2 separate regions of the Anser cygnoides genome follow, and region 1 is linked to region 2. A link is a contact called in public Hi-C data. All regions are on one chromosome and are shown on one strand. The core of a region is the stretch at or near the end of the contact, and the rest is flanking DNA. Distances in the headings are between cores, read along the strand shown.

The links. A called contact is a pair of places that touch in the nucleus more often than the background predicts.
Region 1: a contact with region 2 is called in a Hi-C map of liver, with 2.6 times the contacts expected there. The contact joins the enhancer-like site here to the promoter of RNASET2 in region 2. A contact is called at or near these places in 4 of 7 Hi-C or Micro-C datasets (granulosa cells and liver).

What each region holds. Positions count from the first base shown.
Region 1 is chr3:47,137,772-47,141,592 of Taihu_goose_T2T_genome, reverse strand. The region is part of intron 2 of RPS6KA2 (ribosomal protein S6 kinase A2); the gene reads right to left. Among named protein-coding and RNA genes, the nearest start is that of RPS6KA2, 27 kb to the right of the region's middle. Within about 2 kb of position 2,457, at least 2 of the 3 cell types and tissues checked have open chromatin away from gene starts, as enhancers often do.
Region 2 is chr3:47,064,280-47,068,115 of Taihu_goose_T2T_genome, reverse strand. RNASET2 (ribonuclease T2) reads right to left here and starts at 1,348. Exons shown (of 11, transcript XM_013186780.3): 1 at 1,232-1,348; 2 at 885-1,108.

The DNA.
Region 1 (3,821 bases), core at 1,208-3,707, 72 kb before region 2:
AATTAAGAATGGATTTGAAAACAGGATTTTGAAATCAATATTGATCAAGAGCAAACACATGTTAAGTTTGAAAAGAGAGAACAGGAGAACCATCTGTACAGTGTATTGCTAGCCAAGCTGTAGGATGCTTTACTTGCAAAACTATTAGCAGGAGCTATCATAACTTTGAGTTAAGCGACAGATTTTGTGTTTGGGCTGAGGTCACTCAGCTTGAACAAAACCAAAAATAAACCTCTGATGGTTCAGTGCAACACAGCATCACACCTTAAAGGGAAATAGTCATACTACAACAGTACAACCAAAGGGTTAAAAAGGGAAAAATCATGTATTTTAATAGATAATGCCAGAACTAGAGGAGGTATGGGCCATAGGTAACCAAAAAAAAAAACCAAAAAAAACATTGCAGTCCTGTGCTTTTTAGCAGCTTCTGAAAAAAATTCTAAACTGACCAGAGTTCCTCCTTTCACAGACCTAACAGATCAACCAAATACAGAGAATATTTAGAGCTGATGTGGGTTGAATAAAAATGATAGCAGATGTTTTTAATTATTTTTTAAAGTTAATGTTAGAAGAAACAGATCTGCTATATAAATTCCTGTCTAAGGTGAGCCGTTTACTTTCGTCCACTTGCACCTACTTGAAGCCCTGGCTTGAGCTGCCTGTCCTGGCTCCTTGTGCCAGCTATTTGACTGACAGCGTTTCCTAAACTACTGGCTAATGTGATTCACTGAACCACAGGCAGCACTTTCAGGTTAGCTCTTATCATGGTAGAAGTGTTTAAATTGGCATTCAAATAAATGAAACAAGAAAAGAGTGAAGAGCTACTCTAGTTTTCCCAATGCTGATCAGTTCTTAACTGACAAAATTGTGTGTTTTCTAAACAAGACAGACCTCTACTGTTGGATAAAGTTACTGCAAGCTCAACAACTACACTCAATTACCCCAGAACAATTTCATTGCTCTAGTTATAGGTTGCAGCTATGCACTGCGATTCAAGGCACTTGCAATTAAAGAGCAAGATAAATGCATATACCACACATACCAAAATGTGTCATTACAGCTCTGCTTTAGATTGGCCCAAACTGAGCTCTGTGACAGTTATTAATGCATGCCACCCAGAAAGGTACAGCAACCCAAACAGCATTCAAACCCTGACAGATTTAAACTGATCACTGTACCCAAGCTACCCAGTGCCAGCCCTCCACTGTACCAGTCGCCGTAGCTTGCAGCACTGCCATATCCCTGCAACTGCTTCCAGCACAGTCCTAGAGTTGGTGAGCTGTTTATTTTGTAAGTGAACAAGGAGCACTTCTCCTGCACCTTCCATTTAAATGGCAGACTAGTATTGAGAAAAAAAACAGAATGGATCTTTCCTTATCTATTATGCCAGAACAAGAGGGGAAATTTTTTATTTATATATATATATATATATATATATATATATATGCGCACTAAAATCCTGATCCTTAGAATAATTTAGGCTGGAAGCGACCTCTAGAGGTCACCTAGACTAACATCCTGAGCCAAGCAGAAACGACTCCCAGGTTAGACCGGGCTCTGACTGTATCCCGAAGTGGGATGATTATGGTCCGGGGAGCAGGATTTGGTAGATTTTAGAGGGGAGACTTCTTGTCTATTTGTTTTTCAAACTTATCTGGGATATGTCTGTGCAGAGAATTATGATGGAGTCCTGCTACAATAAAGTAAATAATTGTAGGTATATTTACTGTCCAGGAAGCACTCTGTTTTCTCCAGCACTTATACCACATGCAGTTCCTCAGTGTATAAGGATACACGATGCGTATCACACAAAGTAGTTTAAAACATGTACATACAAAACCTACTTGGGAACTCTGCTACAATCCATGCTATAGCTTAACTTCAAGGTCAGAAATAACTTAGTTGCCATACAGAAGTTTCACCCTGCTTTAGTGGTTTGTTTCAGCTCCCCAGGACCTGCTCTCCTATGTCGAGGACATAGGACATCCCAGCAAGCACTAACCAAAAGGCACAGAGCCACATTACTCTCAGTAGCACAAGCATCGTATCAATACCCAAAGGGCGACAATAACATGACTGAGGCACTGCCATCACTAGAAGACACTAGGGGGATGGCTGCCTGTCTAGTATGATGTGGAAGCGTGTCTTTGATCACCATAACCCCACCATCCAGAGAAGGAAGTCACCACAAGCAGCAAGACACCACGCTTCCCAAAACATCAGGCTCCTGAGGACGCACCGCTCACTACAGCGGCACTTCTGCCAGCGGCCAGAAAGAGGAGCGAAGGCACACGCGAGCTGCCTGATGTCTGAACTGATAAATTCTCAGGCACCAAAGGCGTTGTGACATCTTAAAATTAAAGGAAGTTTTACTGAACTCGATAGGAGGAGCTTCAGAAGCCGACGGTGAGGCTGTGCAGCTACAGTGCAGCTTGAGTTGAGCCGCGCTAGATGTCAGTGTTGCCTGCAGGATGGCACGGCTGAAGCCAGCCAAGCACACGCTGAAGATGGGGATCTAGGAAGTGCTGCACAGTGTTTCCCTGTCATACAAATGGTGTGTTTGCACAGCACTGACAAAAATAAAACCTGCTTTTTGCTCTCACGGACACGTGCTGAGGAATAGCACGCTTTGTCCTTAAAGTGCATTCTCCCTGAGACCCGATCTAGTCTCATAACTAGATGAAAGCAAGACTTAAACCCAAGTCAGTGTGTGGCTGCAAAAAAGCACAGTCCAGTTTCTGTAGGAAAATGAAGCTGGCACACTTACATACTTATTTTTGGGGAACAACATTCCCAGAAAGAACAATAAATCAGATGTTCACCAAGAAGCAGAGCTGGCAAAGCCTGGTTTTGCACAGATTGATGGCTGCTGTCCCTCAGACTCCTGTCTGCCCCTTCCCCTGTTTGGGCAAGGACAGAAGCAGGCCAGGAAGCCTGCCTGCTAACTCAGATAGCCCTTCTGCTGTTTCTTCCCTTGGAAGGGCGCCATTCTCAGTCTCATCTCTACTCAGCTGCCGACTTAGCCAAAACTTCTGAGAACACCGATCCATCCAAGGTGTGACCCCCTTTTTCAGGTCTGACTGAAGCTGGCCCCAATTACTGTTGGGGCTGCATTATCAGTGCAATCCTAAGCATTGTGTTGTCTCCCTAGGAACATGCTGAAGGCTTATGAAGTGAAAACTTAGTGTTTAACACAGATTAAATTCAGAATCTATCAACTACAGCATCCTTCAACAACGAACTGCTGCATAATTGCTTGCTCACAGGCCATGCCATCTCAGCGTACGGGAGCTTCCAGTACAAGTCTGTAAATGAGAATTATTTTTGTCCCCATGGCAACAGACCACATATGGTCACACTGCAGTCAGAAGACGCGTCTGCCATTTATTTGCTTGCTTCAGCCTAGCTAGTCCAGCACAATATAACAACGGAGCCAAAACAGTATGGGTTAGGCTTTTCAGACATTATGTGCTTGGCAGCTAAAGCTCATGCTGCCGTCCCCTAGCTGGTACTGAACCTCCTGGTACTGAACCTACCATCCCACAAATGCAGAGACACTACAGCCAGCTACACAGCAGCACCTGGTAAGAGAGGCACGTTGTGTTCTCCGAAATTATTTTGGCACTCATTGTTCAAAAGTGTGCTATATTAAATCAACTTTAAGAGATACTGGGCATAGATCATATCCTGTCCCTGACACTCCAGCAAAATCACCTGAAATATTTATAATACAGGCACAGGACTGAATAGGCAACACTTTCCACACCACAGATGGAGGTATCCAACAGGTTTATTGGTTCAATGGTTCAACTGGCCTTTTC
Region 2 (3,836 bases), core at 99-2,598:
AATTAGGAGAACCTACTACTTAAAAATGAAACATGCACAGAAGCACAAAGTCACTACTTGAAACTTTAGTCTATTGACTCATTTTCCCTATAGATAAAAACCCAAGTAATAAGAACAGCTTCAGGATGATTCTTGGTTTACTGTGTCTGGATACTAATGCAGAGCACTACTGTGTGTGTTTGTAACTGTCAGGATGAGCCCACTTTCAGCTATACAAACATTGCTCAGTGCTGATGTCAAAATTACCTGCCCAGACTTAACAAGGACTTGGCAGAACTTGCTTTTGTAATAAATACTGACAGGATCTTTAACATGTTTACTACTGTTTAAATTCTAATACAGCACGTTGAAGAGACTGTTGACATAGCACATGCTTCTTTTGGATGTCAGCAATTAACTTTATTCTACTCCCTTACTTTCGTTTTGGCTTTTAACAACTAGCTTGACCAATAAAGGTCATGTAAAGTTTCCTGGTTTACATTTAGTTCAGGCATATAGACTCAGAGAACAGAAAAGAGGCTGCAGAAGAGCACTTAGGCATTTGTGAGAGGACTTACATCGCTAACAGCATAGTTCACAGGCTGCTTGATGTCGGCAGCAGTGGCTAGAGAGCACAGGGCAGCTCAAGCTACCTGGCAGCTAGCAGTGCAAAAAGGAGCACCCAGGTGTGGTGCCATCTCAAGCAGGGGAACACACGCTACCTCTGCCGCAACAAGTTAGACAGCCATGTTACTAAACCCTGTGTCAGAAGCACTAATTTATTTCTAGCAATGCTCTCAGGTCTAGCAGTTTTTACATTACCTCTCCTGGCTACCCCCTCTTTCCAAGTCTAACCTCTAAGTAACTAGAAAAGCACTTTAAAGATTTCCAAACGCAATACTCACGTCCACTGTCACTGCAGCTCTTTAGCAGAAATTTCTCGCCACGTCTCTCACAAAGCAGAGCTGGGGCAGGAGGGCTTTGGAAGGAGCCTGGGGCGAGCTCGGTGCTGCGCTCAGCAGCTCCGCTGACTTCCTGGGGAAGTCTCGAGCAAGGCTGCACGTGTGCTCTGCTCGCACATTAACCCGCACGCTGCTCCACTTCGGGCGCGGCGTTGGAACTTTTTTTCCTGTGGGGAAAAATAAAAAATAAAAAAATCACATTTTAATACAGAGACATTTCTGCAAAGAAGGCAGCACAGCCAACACCTCAGAGAGATGACTGCAAGTGACAAGAGGATACCAAAACTGACAAGTGTTCGTGTCCACCCCCTCCTCCACCTCCTCCTCCTGGCCCCGGAGGCTGAGGGCGGAGCGCACCCGGGCCGCCCGCCCCGGAGGAGGCCGAGGCCGAGGCCATGCCCGCCTCCCCGCCGGGGATCGAGCTTCCGCCCGCTATGGCCGGGAGTCACCGCCTGGCCTCCAGGCGGCCGAGGCAGGGCGCTGCTGGGCCGGGGTGTCCCGGGGAGGGGTCCTCAGGCCGTGCGAGGCCGCTGCGTGCCCTAAGTGTGCTCAAGCCGCGGGTGAGGGGAGCTAAGGGACGCTGGCACGTAGCTGTGCTTCCTCAAAATGCCGGGGGAGGCTGGAAACGCCGGCAGTCGGGTTTGGAAACAACGGGCCGCTTCCCAGGGAGAGGGAGCCCAAGGCAGCGATCACAAGGATCCCAGACAAGACTTGGCTGGCTTCTTTGCTGTGGCAAACCACACAGCAAACACCCGTCTCTCTGGTGATGCGTGAATCGTAAATGCCATGTGCGATCGTTAATGCCTATTGTGTACTTTTGAGCTACGGGGGATATGTCGCAACCGTCCTCCGTGAATACGCTTGAGAAATATGTGGGCAGATCTACTTCCACAAGCAAAACAGCAGTTGTTTTGAACAAAATAATTACAGTCTTTGTGGTAAAGTCTTTGTTTAAAGTTGCATTATTATTCACTGGTAACATATTCTAGTTATGTTTACACAGTAACAAGGAGGATGAGGCAAAACTAATCTTTGCCCACCTTTCCATGGAAACATGAAAATGTCATGCTGAATGGAGCCAGTGATCCATCTGCTGTTGTCCCTGATAGTGTCTGAGGTATCAGAAGTTTCAGAAACTTTGTTAAGAGTTAAAAATAATAAAGTTCTCCAGAGCCTTGTATTCATCATTGCTTCTTCTCCCGCTGTTGCTGAGGGCATCGCCGCTCCATCTGGTACAGAAATCTTCGTCACTGCCCATGTGGAGCCAGCAGACAAAGCACTGGGTTATTCTCTCAACCTCAGACTTTATATTTGCAGAGGATGGATGAAATGAGTGAGCTGTGCTGCATGTACAGTACAGCTTGCAAGGTTTTGTGCACCAATGCTGATCCTGTTCTGAGGCACAAGAGGGATTTACACTCTGAGGCTGCAAACTAACACTTTGCATTTTGGGTAAACTAAGCCCAAAGACAAGTTTCCCCTTTAAGGTGGTTTTAAAGAGAGGTTCAAAGCTGATCTGAAATTATGTAGGTATGTAAGTTATTAGAACAATGAAGCAACGCTTTTATGACACGGTATCATTACAAAATAGTGTATGTTAATGGAGGCTATTATTAAAATAAGTGTTTTGGCAAATACGAGAAAGGTAGACAAGGGAGAGCGACTTTGGGTAGATATCACCCTAAGAATTTCCATTTGATATTTGTCTGTGTACTGGAAACAAGAAAATTGTTAATAAATCAAAAATCTTAAATAAATTGTTGTATCAGATGCAAATGCTGATACCTTTAATGAAAAAGAAAGCCAGGTTCTATTTTCAGTGTTTTCAACCTTTTTATGTCATGAATATATGACTACAAATTGGTGGAGACTGAGGTTACGACAAAACATTTGAAAAATTTCATCTAAATTTTTCATGAAAATATCATTTTCCTCAAAAAATTCCAAACAAACTTAATTGTATCTTATACTTGTAATGAATGCTGAAATGTTTTGTTTGGAAAACAACAGCAACAACAGCAACAACAAAAAGAGTTTGGCATGATTCATCTTCTTTAAAGATCTTATATAAAACTCTTCAAAACGATACATTTTTTCTATCTTCCAGCAGTTTTCATTCAGATTGGGATTTAAGAGTCAAGATAGTCTATTATGAGACAGTGGAGTTCAGGATCCTAAGGGCAGAGAGGAGTTTTAAAACCTCGCTCATAACCCTGGACTCTACAAAGATCTGCTTGGAAGAATCCTGTAGGATAAGCTCTTGGAGGTAGGAGAGGTCCAAGAAAGCTAGTTAATACTCAAAGATCACCTCATCCAAGCTCAAAAACTCTGCATCCCAATAAATCGGAAGCCAGGCAAAAATGTCAGCAGGCTTGTATGGATGAACATGAGCTCCTGACACAAAAAGGAAGCATACAATTGGTGGAAGCAAGAAGAGGTAATCTAGGAGGGATGCAGACACAGAGACCACAAAATAGCAGTGTACCCCAGAGGTCAATACTGGGTTCACTCCTGTTTAACATAGAATCACAGAATCATAGAATGGCCTGGGTTGGAAGGAACCTTAAAGACCATCTAGTTCCAACCCCCTGCCATGGGCAGGGACACCTCCCACCCGACCAAGTTGCTCAAAGCCCCATCCAGCCTGCTCTTGAACACTTCCAGGGATGGGGCATCACAGCTTCTCTCTGGGCGCCTGTTCTAGTGCCTCACCACCCTCATGATGAAGAATTTCTTCCTAATATCTAATCTAAAGCTACCTTCTTTTAGTTTAAAACTGTTACCCCTTGTTCTGTCACTACACACTCTGAAAAAGGGTCCCTCCTTGTCTTTCCTGTAGGCCCCCTTTAAGTACTAGAAGGCCTTACTCCTCTCCCTGAAGCCTTCTCTTCTCCA